Linked DNA regions of Gossypium hirsutum: region 1 is linked to region 2. A link is a contact called in public Hi-C data. All regions are on one chromosome and are shown on one strand. The core of a region is the stretch at or near the end of the contact, and the rest is flanking DNA. Distances in the headings are between cores, read along the strand shown.

Region 1 (6,460 bases), core at 571-3,070, 210 kb after region 2:
AGATAGAAGCATACTTTAAAGAGCATCCTCAATTAGATGATAAAGCCTTGTCAGATATTCCTATGTCTATAGATCATATTCTTGTTGGGATACCTTGGTTGAGTAATATTCTTGGTCAATTGACTGGTTCTGTGGAGTTTTCAATGATTGATTTGAAGAGTGGTTATCACCACGATAGATTGAGAAGTGTTGATGAATGGAAGACAACTTTTAAGACTCCAAATGGCCTTTAGGAGTGATTAGAAAGGCCAAACGCATCTATGTGGATCATGAGTGTTGTGGGCAGACAACTAGGCATTGCAAAACAGTACGCAACTGTTGTAATATCTACTTTAAATGCTGTAAATTTCTCCAAGACCTGCTCATCAAAAACTAAAGCTGGCAAACTTGCTCAGTGTGAGAGCAAGAATACTCCTACTGCTCATATAGCAAAAAAGACATTGATGAGGTAGATGAGAAAAGTTGAGATGGTAAATCAGCTGTCAGCGCACCAGCTCAAGAAAAAGCTGCCCAGCTTCTGATATTCCAAAAGAAGAAAGTACAAAACTATCTATTACTGGAGCTGACACAAAAGAATTGGAAAACATAGGATTTCTAGTAATTAAAGATAGGGACAGTAATCGCGTTGAGGTTTACAACATGGAAGTAGATATCTCTAGAACTAATGCGCTCTCTTTGAAAGATTTTACTGCTTAATCAACCAGGGGGGTCTTTGAAACATAACCAATAATCATAAAGCCTTAAACTATTCTTTTTCCCCCACCTTCTACTTTATAATTTCATATTTTTCTCCACCAACTTGGCTTCCATAAACTTTCTGTAAGTTCATATCACAGGCATGTTCATGCCCACCTGATTTGGTTAAATTGTTTTGAAATTTTCTTTGTACAGATTCTAAAGTTCAAGCAAACGGTTCCAGAACAACATCAACAAAGCAAGAAATAATTCTGTTGAACCAATAACAGTAACAAGGATTGTTCAGTAGATAGTATATAGAACGAATTAGAGTCCGAGATTACCTATCATGACCAAATGCAGCCATTCATTCTGAATCGATCTCTTCAACCTTTGGACCTAAAATCCCAAATCATCAACACAAAATCAATACAGCTCAGCCATTCCTTCCCCAAAGAACAATGTTGACTAATCCACAAATAAATGGATAAATCAATGCTGAATCTTTTTTGTAATTTTTACTCTTGTTTTGCTTCCCACTCTGAAAAGTCGTTATAGAACGTAGCTAATAAAACAAATTCAGAATCAAATTAAAAACTTTTAAAAAATGAACAGTTAATACATATAAAAGCAAAATATACATTGTCTATGGCAAAACTACTGATCTTGTTTGAAATTGGGGAAGCAAAGAGCAAGTAATAAGAAATCATAACCAATCGAGTTTATAATAAATAAAATGAAGTCTTTTATGTAGTAAAGAAAGATAGGGACCGTGGAGGGAGGGATGACGGCCATCCTTGCCCCAACCGATGCCACGGGTGGCGTCGAGGTACTGGCGTACGAGATGGCGGCACTTCTGGAGATGGTTGACCCCTTCGATGCGGTAGCACCACCTGACCTTGTCACGGAGGATCTTGGCTTTCTCAATGTCAATCCATTTCTCTCGAACTATATGCTCCCTCATCTCAAGCATGGCCACAGGGTCTTTGTAGGGATTGGCCGGGTCGAAGTCATCCGGCGCCGTTTCTTCGAACTCTGCTACTCCCTTCTTCCTGCCCATCTCTTTCTCAGTTTCTCTCACTCGGCTCTTGCTTGCTTGCCCTTCGGTTTGTTTTAGTGGAGATTTTGGGTTTGAAATTGGGTTTCCGCTTATATTTTTATTTTCTGGACTTCTTTTGTAGCCTTTCCCGGCCCACTGAATTTTTGTTCAGTTGAGGACGGAAACCGATACACTAAACTAATATAAAGCAACTATGTTTTATTGAAAGAATTCATACAAAAGTTAGATGAGATTGTATTTTTCATTTAGTTTTAATTCGATTTGCATCGGCATTATTGTCAGTGCAAGAGAGTTTGGATTCGAGTGTGCTAAAGTGCATTATCCTATTGAAGAGGAATTAATGGATAGTTCTAAATATTATATCACAAAGAGCGATAAAAACCTATAATAAAATTAATCTTAAAAAAAAAGGATTATGCTTAAAATTGTAATATTTTTATTTCAATTCTTATCATACGTTGTATATTTACATTTAGCATCTATTTAAAATATATATATATGAAACACGGGTTTAAAAAAATTGAATTGACAAGAATACTTTTTATTATAAATTATATTACTAAATTGACATTAAAATAATAAATTGTTTGTATTATTATGTGATAATAATAAAAGTAATATTAATTAATACGATAGTATATTAAGGTGAAATTATTTCATTTGATCATATCTTTTTTTTAAAAAAATTGAAGAATAAAAAGTTCTACTTATAAAATAGCATAATATATTATTAATTAATAAAATTATAAATTATAAAATTATTGTACATAATTGGATAAGTTAAAAATAATAAAAATTGAATCTTTTGATTACATAAATATAATTTTTATTTTAAATATGATAATAATTAATAATGTTAAAAATATTTTTTATAATTAAATTATATATATAATATTATTATAATGGTCTAATCTATAATGTATATATTTATTTATTTATTCTTAATTTATATATCAAAACTCAAAAGAAAATAAATATATTTTAAAAATAACTTAACTATTTTTTTTATAAATATTAAATACATCTAACCAAATCGATTTGATTCAACACAAATCCTACTTAACAAATAGTATGACTCATATCTATTTGAGAAATTAATATAAAGAAAATCGATCATTTAAGAATCAATACTTTGTACTATCTATATTTCTCATATTTTTTTAAATCTATAAAATAAAATAATATAATATAATATAAAAATAGGTATAATTATTTTATTAATAATGTTTTCATTACCAATGTAATAGTTATTATGACTTAATTAAACTTTGGATCCATAATAAATTATATTTATTATTATAAATTAATTATCATTTAATTAGTAAATAGTTATATAGCAATTAAAACTAATATTTAACACTATAAATATATGCACAATGACACATTTTCATTCAAAATAACATCTAAAAAATATTATTTTAAAAAATCATATTTTAGCATCATTTAATAGGTTTTGTTTCAACACCGAAAAAGGTATGGCTTTCATTATTATTTGAGATGTTTAGTTATTATTTGATTTCGATAGTTTTACTACTATTTAATTTTAATAATATTTACATGATTATGAATGTTGTTTATCATTGTGTTATGAAATATTATGTTAAAGACAATAAAGTATTAAAGTAATGGTTCTTTATAAGTGAAATTTTAACTAATATTCGAATGACTTATTTTATCTAATTACTTTATATTTTACTATAGATTGTTTCTCGCTTTTTATTTCCATCTATTTAATTAGTATATATATTTTTAAAAATTATAAAAATATATAATTTTAAAAATAAACATATAGCATATGACATAAAAACTAATTATAAAAAATAAAAATAAAAACACTTCAAAATAATAAATTTTTAATAATTTTACGATTAAATTAAACTCTTGATTGTATTAACTCAATCAAATACAGTGAATAGATATAGATAAATCAACATCTATGACTTATCCGGGCAAGGAGCATCTTCAAGTTACTTTGGACGAGTATTAAAAGAGACAAGATTCATTAAACCCACGAAAAAAATTATTTTTTAAAAAATATATATTTTTATTATCTTAAAAATAAAAATAATTTTTAAGTGAGTAATTATTTTATGAGAAAATATTTAACAATAAAATTTTTAAATTTTACAAATAAAGTTAAGATGATCACAAATGTCTTGTAGAATATAGGAAAATATTAAACCTATTTATGAAATTAAAAAATACTTTGACAGTTTATCAATTATTAACCCTTATTCTATTATTATAAAATTTTGAGAAGATTAAAGCTAAAAGAATTTACTCAAAAATATTAAATAAATACCTTAAAAAATATATTATTGAAGAAGTACTAACTCTGTTAACACGTGAAAATCTAGTGATTATTGATTTGAGCGCACTCAAACGCGTAATATTCTCTAATTTAATATTTAAATAGATTTATAGGCAATTTAAAACTTAAAAAGGTTTAAATTAAATTATTAATTTCAAGAGGGTGAAAAATGTAATTTAATATAATCATAGGATTTAAATTAAATGATTAAATTTTAGAAGAGACTAAAAGTGCAATTTGTTGATTTAACCAAGGGGACAATGCCCTGTGTAACCTGCTGGCTTCGACCCTGTTCTCGCATTAATAATTTGTTTTACATCGTGTTTATTTTATTTTTATGACATCACATTTTTAATTATTATTTATTTATATCTTATATCATATTTCAATTAATTTCATAATTCACATAATTTTATCATAATAATTTAATTCTAATTCTAAATTTATTTAACTAATTATACATTAATACAAATATCATATTCAATTAAAAATTTAATCCAATTTCCCAAGGCGCACCAACTACGCCAATTTTAGTTTCACTTGAAATTAAACATTTCCCCATTCAGGAGCTAACTTTTTTCTACCCATAATATATGATTTAGAATTTGAGTTTGAGTTTGTGTTTTTTTTAATGTGATACGTATATTTTTATATTCAATTTAATATTTGTATTTAACAATAATTGTATATTTTGGTATCTGAATATAATAATGTTAACTTTTTAGTGTTTAGTTCGGTTTTAAAATTGATTAGATGAAAATTCATAATTAACTAATAATATTAGCAATTAATTTTCATCCTGAAACCCAAATTAAATATAAAATCAAACAAATTCATAATTAACACTAAATTTATTCTATTAACAAAATCATGAAATATTCAAACTTAATAATATTAGCAATTAATTTTCATCAAATCAACCCTAAAATTGAATTAAACACTAAAAAGTTAACATTGTCACCTTTGAATACCAAAATATATAACTTTTTTTTGTCAAATACAGTTATCAAATTGCAACAAAAAAATAACACGTGTACCACATTAAAAAAAAGTGTCAAACACGAGTATTAAATGATATATTAAATCTTTTTTTTGCTTAATGGTATAAAAAGACCACCACAAATTTATAAAAACAAATTAATTAAACCTCTTCCAACTGTTTTCACCATGAGCACTTCAACTTACAAAATTAAATTTCACAAAATCAAAAACCAATTAAGCCCCTTTTAATATCTATAGTTCGGATTTTCCTAAGAACTATTATTTCTATGTCTTCCAAGATTATGTCATTCCTAAACATCATGCTAAAAGGAGATTTTAGTTGAAATAGAATGCCTATCTTAGTCGAAATAATTGTTCCATTCAAATGCATCAAACCCATAAATCAGTTCACTATCTTGTCAATTGAGACTCTAAAATATTAAATTACTAATGTTACAAACAATTGTATCGAATTCAATAATTCTTTATAGCAAAGCATCCAACGAAAATAACATTACTTTGTTACAATGGTAACTAAGAAAATAGCATTACATATAACATCTTCACCAATTGGTAATGATAACATAAGAGAAGAGATTCATTAAGGTAAAACTAAAGTAGTTTTACACCATTTCTTATCTCTTTGTATGCTCAATATTTTAACGATTCAACCGTCGTACTTCATATTTTCTTCATACAAATCATGCATGTCAAATTTGATGTAAATTTAAAATTCCTAACCATTTGTTTTATATAAAAAAACTTTCAACTGATCAATAAATATAAATATATATAGCATTTGCAACACCTCACGTCCGACCTATTCGTCGGATCCAGGTATAGAGCGTCACAAATGGACCTATACTTAATTTTAGCTAACTTAACTGTCAATAATAGGCTAAAAGTACAATTATCCAATAATGAAATTTAAAAATAATAATCCTTACAACTAAGACCTTAAGCCCCTGTATGTTTAGTCCCTAAAATTTTCTATCAGCAATCGACCTATTTGTTTACAATGAAATTCTTTAGAATTTAACTAAGGACTATCCGTCCTAAGAATCCAAATTCTAGGGATGCTATATGGCTTCATTGTTATTGAACCTGAGACAAAGCCTCCAATAGTACCCCCTTCCCATGTGCATGACTTGGTCCAACAGCGATCCCCAATCTCCACTCCATCTAACTTGATCCCACCTCAAAGTCCTCGACCAACCTTGCAAGTTTTGCAAACACCATGTAAACTACTATAAGTTCAAATGAACTTAGTGAGTTCCTATATTGCCTTATACATTAAACCCTATCGTACGAGGATAACAAATTTAAAATAACTAAATATAAATTTACTCCCTGCTTGCTTAAGGTTGTTGGAAAAATCCCGATTTGAAAAAAGTTTTCTTGCACAGTGGAAAATTAAAATTTTGAAAATAGAC
Region 2 (6,463 bases), core at 237-2,736:
AAATAGGTTTAGAATAAAAAACCTTTCTTCTCTTTTTTTTTTCTTTGATGGCCTCCTTAGGTCGGCCATGGCTCCAGCGAGTCACAGCCGCGATGGCCACCGGTCACCGGTGACGGCTCTACCATCCACGGTGGCTAAAAAAAAGAAACCTTCGTTTTGGCTATTTCGGCTCCCTTCGACTCCGACAACAGAAACAACCACCAGGTGAGTTTTCTTTTTCTTTATATATATATACAATAATGGATTCAAGGAAAAAAAAGAAAAAAAATCACCTTTGAATTTTTTCGATTGTTTTGTTTTTACTTTTTTATTTCGATTTTTATTTCAGAAGCAAAAAACCCTACTCTTACAATCTGCTTTTGGCTTTTTTTTATAGTCATTTTACAATATATTTTTTTTATCATTTTTCTATTGCTCTTGCTACTGTTGTTTACGTGTTTTCTCTTCTTCTTACAAGGGTGATTAGTGATGGCAAAGCAGTTGGTGGTGGCAGGCTAGGGTGCAGCGGCGACTAGGTAGGGTGTGGCACTAGGTTTTTGTTTTTCTGAAAATAGTTTAGGCTGTTGTGGGCTTTAGGGTTTTTTTGGTTTGGGCCACTTGGGCTTGATATAATTTGGGTCTGATATTTGTCAATGGACTCTAGATCATATTATTTTTTTATTTTTATTTTGCTTTGATTTCTGTTCGGTTGGGCCCGGCAAAATTGGCTTCTACAAACACATTTGACCATAAGGGAAAATGTGAGTGGTTATTGATTAATTGGCATAAGAATGAGTTGGATTATATATTGGTGTAATGAGAATTACTTTTGAGACCAATTTGAAAGAATTTAAGAGTATAAAAATTAAATTGTAAATTTAACAATTTTATTGAGCGAAGGTAAAATTATATTTTTCAATATCCAAGGATGCGTACTAAGTATTAAATGAGAATTGCTGAATTTAGATTGATTACAAATTATTATGAAGGAATTGAGCAAAGAGGAAAAAAGAGCAAAATGATAAATTTACCACTTAAGGGTATTTTGATAATCTCGCATGATATTATAAGTGTTTTTTTTATAATATTAAATTATTGGAATTAAATTTATTTAAACGAGGATTAGTGAAAATGATTAAAAATACAAATTATGGAAAACGAATCAAATTGGAAATTGGAAAAAAATGGAATATATATATGAATTTGATGGGGCGTGGCCCCCACCATTGCGGATCTTGGTCTGCAAAGCCTAATGAGGCTTTGAATTTTGAATGGCCCAATCGGCTGCAGTTCAAAAAAATAAAATAAAAAAGAGAAAGTAAATGGATGAGTGGCGGGCCGTGTCCCCCACCCTGCCCGTTTAGGCTTTAGAAAGACGAATTGGCTAAAGGGCCATTCGACCATAAATGAAAAATAATTAAACAAGTTTTAATGTGGGGAGGGGGAGCAGAGAAGGCTCATCTCCTTGCCCAAATCACGCGGCTAAATGGGAAAGGGACGGATTTGTCCACGAAAGTTTAGCGACAAGGATAACGAGCCATATGGAGCCGACATGGGCGGAAGCCCAAGCCCTTATACGCGGGATTCAACTAGCAGGAGAAAAAGAATTGTGGAAACCGACTGCGCACTACTTGTCACATAAACAATCCATATTAGATTTATGTTTATCAGGAACTATCTTAGATAATGTTAGGTCTTTCGATTATTTAGAATTTTCGGATGTAGGGACAATTTGAGTAAAATTAGCCTAAGTATGGCGGTTGAGGAAGTTTTCAGGTTTGATTACCCTCGTTCGATACATTCATTGATTGTTGTTCATGTTGCTATTTCTTAATAAATTTAAAGGTCAAAGCCCATTTACAGCTTTTTTACTCCATTGATGCAAAATAATTAATTACTTACAAAAATAATTCGAAGTCAAAATTTATATGCAAAAATGATTTGTTCTCCATAGTATCCACTGATGTCACTTGATACACTAGCGGCACCGCTCCCAATGATGACTAGGGATGAGCAAAACTCAATTTGACTCGAAAAAATTGAAAAAATTTTGAATTTCGAGTTACGAGTTAAACGAATCGAGTTATTTGAGTCAACTCGAATATTTTTTTTTTGAATTTTGAGTTCGAATCAAGTTTGGTTTTCAAATTCGAATAACTCGAATAATTCGAATAAACCGAATATTAAACTATAATAATTTACATTATTACTCCAAACTCCTAAACCTCTTCACTTTCCTCTCAAAACTTTTACTCCCTCCCATTTTGCCCCCATAACTTTTGCTCCCCTCCCATCCTAGCCCCGTTCTACCCCAAACCCATTCTCCCCCTCCCCCCCCATTTTTTTAATATTTCCCTCTCAAAATTTTACTCCTCCCATTTATTCCCCCCCCAAAAAAAAAAATTTACTTCCTCAACCTCAAAAACTTTTTATTTCCCCCTAAATTTTTATTTCTCACCCTTTACCACCAAATAAAAAATTAAAATCATCCAAAAAAATTTCCTAAACCTAAATAATAATTTTATTTATATCTACTATTTATATTATTAAAATAAATTTCACATTTTATACTATTTATATTATTGAATTATTTTATCATATTGAATCATTATAAATTTTTGCTAAAATTGAATTATTGATGATGCCATAAGATATAGATCTTCCATATATGTTATTCTCTTTCCTTTACCATATTTGATTTTCTATTTTCCCTAAAATATTAAATTCCCTTTTATATATCTATTTTCCACATATGTTATTCTCTTTCCTTTGCCATGTTTGATTTCCTATTTTCCATAAAATATTCAATTCCCTTTCAGATCACTATTTTACATAGTTGTTATTCTCTTTCTTTTCTCATATTTGACTTTCCTTCTCGTCTCTCTATCTTTCTCCCACATCTCTTTCTTTCCATTCTCATCTCATTTAAGATTTATTTTTTGAAACAATATTTCATTTACTGGTGGTGATACTAACAAGCCAATAATAAAATAACCACTTATAAAGCAAGTATCGATCATGGGTTTTCCCTTTATTTTTTTTCAGTTTTCTTTTTTCTTTTTCTATTTCAACGGTTTCTTTTCAGCCTTTTTTTCCTGTTTCGCCTATTTTTTTAAAATTCCCACTAGTACCGCCTAACACACTAGTAGAATCCATTCAAAAATATATTTTCCTTTTTTTTTTTATCTTTTTCTGAATACATGTATTTTTAATGGGTATTTTGAAAACTAAAGACTGGTGCAGCCTAACAAAGTGGCAACACCTAATTTTTTTTTTAAAAGCTGATGATTGGGTCATCATTTGGGGAGAGTACCGTCGGTGTGTCAGGTGGCACCAACGAGCACTATAGAGAACGGGTCATTTTTGTAAATAAGTTTTAACTTGTGTTATTTTCATAAATAATTAAATATATTGGGTCAATGGGTAAAAAGCCCCCATTTACTTAAAAAAAAAAAGAAGGGAGAGCTTTTCTCTCCTTTCCATATCTTCTTAATTATTTTTCTTAAATCTAAGCTAATATCCAACTTCAAACTTTGATTTTTCACTAATATCAAGTGAAAAATTTATTTTCAAGCTAAGGTTTTATGGGGTTTTTGTAATGCCCCAAAATTTTTATTTTTTTTCTTGCGAAGGTGTGACACAATTGTGTATCTGCTTTAGTGGTTAAGTGTTCTGGATGTGTGAGAGGTCCCAAGTTCAAGCCAAGACTTGGGCAAATTTTGGTATTTTTATGAATAAGCTCTACCTTTGGTCAATAGGCTTTTAAGTAAAAGATGGAAAATAATTAATCGAATAGGCTTGCTGGTCTGGTGGATAAGTGGAGTGTTGGTGTGAAGGAGGTCTTATGTTCAATTCTTTGTGATGGCGTGGAGATAGTATTTTTGCTCCAATTTCGGCTATGAGTTGTGTTGGGGCAAAATTCTGAGTAGTTGTGTTTTAATGGGTTAATAGGGAGTGATTTTAAGAGATAATAGGGGAGCGGTTATCAGAAAATAATCTGATTATCTTTTTGTTGCAGAAAAAAGTAGAGTTTCGGTTTTCTCTCCAATTGCCCAAACTTTTTCTGACGTTTTATTCTTCTTTTTTCCCTTCTCTACCAATTCTTTCCCCTAATTGCTGCCGAAATTTCCATTATTTTTTCCCTTTTCGTTTCTTTCTTTATTTTCCAATTGATTTAGTTGTTCATTGTTGGTTGCGTGTGTTCGGTAAGTAATGGTTTTGTCTATTGTTAATCGTTCTTGGTTAATCTCTGAAAGGGGGATTCCTTTTTGGTGTTTAAGAGTTAATCAAGGGGCTGGTGGTTTTGAATCGACGCTGTGATTGTGCGAAGTCATGGTTACTAAAGTGAGGTAAGGGTTTTGTTAGGTTTTTAGTCGAGTTCCTTCCAAAATTGGTTGATTAAAAACGAATTAAGTGATTCATCTGGAGATATGTTGGTCGATTTTTAGGTTCTGGAGGCTTAGGAGTGCTTACGCATTAGAAACGATACTAGGTGTGTACCCAAAACGTAGAAAATAGGATTCGACGAAAAGCTAAAATTGCTTGCTGTCGAGAAATAAGAGAAATAAGAGAAAATGATGTGAAAATTTGTAGAGAAAGGAAATAAGGGTGTTATAAACTTGGAAATCAACATTCTGCACTAAAATAGTTTTGGACAGCAGCATCAGTCTAACTTTGAAAAATCATCAAAAATAGTGGAAATTGAGTTAGAGGTTGAATAAAATATGAAATTAAATTTTATTGAGTCTAGTTTCTCATGGAAGAAACAGTGTAAGCAATGGAATTATAAATTATGAGATATAATAAAGTATGTGAGACAAGGTCAGAATGAATTCAGGTTTCCCTGTTCTGACTTTGGAAAAATCATCGAAAAATGTAAAAAAAATTAGGGGCTTAAATTTATATATTTAAATCCTTAACAAGTCTATTTTCAAGAGAAATAAACAGAAACATCATCCGAATTCCGTACTAAGAAATAAATAATTTTTAGTAAGAAAAGGTGAAGCTGTCAAACAACAAAATAGGGATAACTTTGAAGATTTTACTGTACTTATTTGATAATCCATAAATTCTAAAAAAATTATGGTAGAATTTTATTTGAGTCTAGTTTTGAAAACATCAACCAGATATTAATTTGAAATTCTGTAGCTCAAGATATAAATAATTTAGTGAAAATGACTCAAGTAGATATCTCTAAATGATCATATAAGTAAATAGTGAAAACATATATGAATATTTAGCTAGCATGGGTTACATTAAAAATGGATCACACGGACAAGGCCAATTTGGGCCGAGTGGGCCACACGGGCATAGGGGCCGATTTTTACCGGAATGTTTCTAAGGTTGCATGGGTCGCCCAAGTCGACTGTGAACCTACTGTAAGGTCGGTAAGTGTTACTTAGACCCCTAAATATGTGAAATTGGCTGAAGGATATCTATACTGACCATGTTAATATTTGAACCAAATATATGTACTGAAATTGCATAATAGCATATCATCCATTGTATGTTGCATTGCATTGGGTTGGGGGTTGTTATTCAAAGGAAGTGTACTGAAAGGCTTTAAGCTTAATTTACTGGCAGCTTAGTTGTAAACTACTGTTTTATGCTGCATTCAGTACTACTTGGAGTGTAGGGATGGGTGGGTTGATTATATCCCCACATGGAGTGTAGGGTTGGACAGAGATGGTGTGCAGAGGCTGGATGGTTAGGATTTTGCTACTACATAACTGTTGCTGTTATTGATACTGTGATGGGCTAAGGCCCTACTGCATTTTTGACACTGTACTGAGATGGGCTAAGGCCCAAACTGTCACTGATACTAAAAAGGGCTTAGGCCCAAGATTGTTCAACTGTGCACTGTGAATACTGATTGTTTGTTTGTTTATGAGGGATTGCACACTGAGTTTACGTAAACTCACCTTGTTTGTTTAATGTGCACAGGTAATCCCCAAACTTAGGTGGATCGGTGCGACGGATGACTCAGCGTTGACCATAGTAATTTTTAGACAACATGGTTTTCATTTTACGATTTATGATTTGATTATTATTGATTTTTTGGATTGTAATTTAAGGACTCTCTAGGACTTTGGTTTTAAATTTTAGGTTTTTATTTATTTAGTTCAGTTTATGTATTTATACCTGCTGGTCGTAGGAAATACGATTTTCAAAGTTAATGTATTTTCTAAACGCATGATTACTTAAACTATTTTATTAAAGCTTTCGCAACGAGGGATGTTTCAAAACAAAAGTTTTAAATGAATAAAGGCGACTTCCTAAGTTCTAACAAATGTTTACTAAAGATAATAACATTGAATGTTTTCATCGTAACAACGAGGTTATAGAAACACTATCGTGTGACATTGCCAAATACGACCATAACGTCTAGGCTGGGTTTGGGGTGTTACAATTTTAGTGAGAGAAACCATGGCTAGTGAGAGAATGGTCCACTAAGGTTGTAACCTCCCCAACCAAGCGTAGACGT

The links. Hi-C and Micro-C count contacts between places; a contact is called where the count stands out from the background.
Region 1: a contact with region 2 is called in a Hi-C map of leaf, with 5 times the contacts expected there. The contact joins the promoter of LOC107892027 here to the enhancer-like site in region 2. A contact is called at or near these places in 15 of 34 Hi-C or Micro-C datasets (callus, hypocotyl, leaf and 2 more).

The regions. Positions count from the first base shown.
Region 1 is chrD09:25,182,533-25,188,992 of Gossypium_hirsutum_v2.1, forward strand. LOC107892027 (NADH dehydrogenase [ubiquinone] 1 beta subcomplex subunit 10-B) reads right to left here and starts at 1,821. Exons shown (of 3, transcript XM_016816994.2): 1 at 1,447-1,821; 2 at 1,020-1,074. The coding sequence starts at 1,735. The coding sequence ends at 1,043.
Region 2 is chrD09:24,971,580-24,978,042 of Gossypium_hirsutum_v2.1, forward strand. No RefSeq gene overlaps it. Among protein-coding and RNA genes, the nearest start is that of LOC107892025, 24 kb to the left of the region's middle. Within about 2 kb of position 1,487, at least 6 of the 9 cell types and tissues checked have an H3K27ac peak or open chromatin away from gene starts, as enhancers often do. A contact at or near this core is called in hypocotyl and leaf, where this site is marked.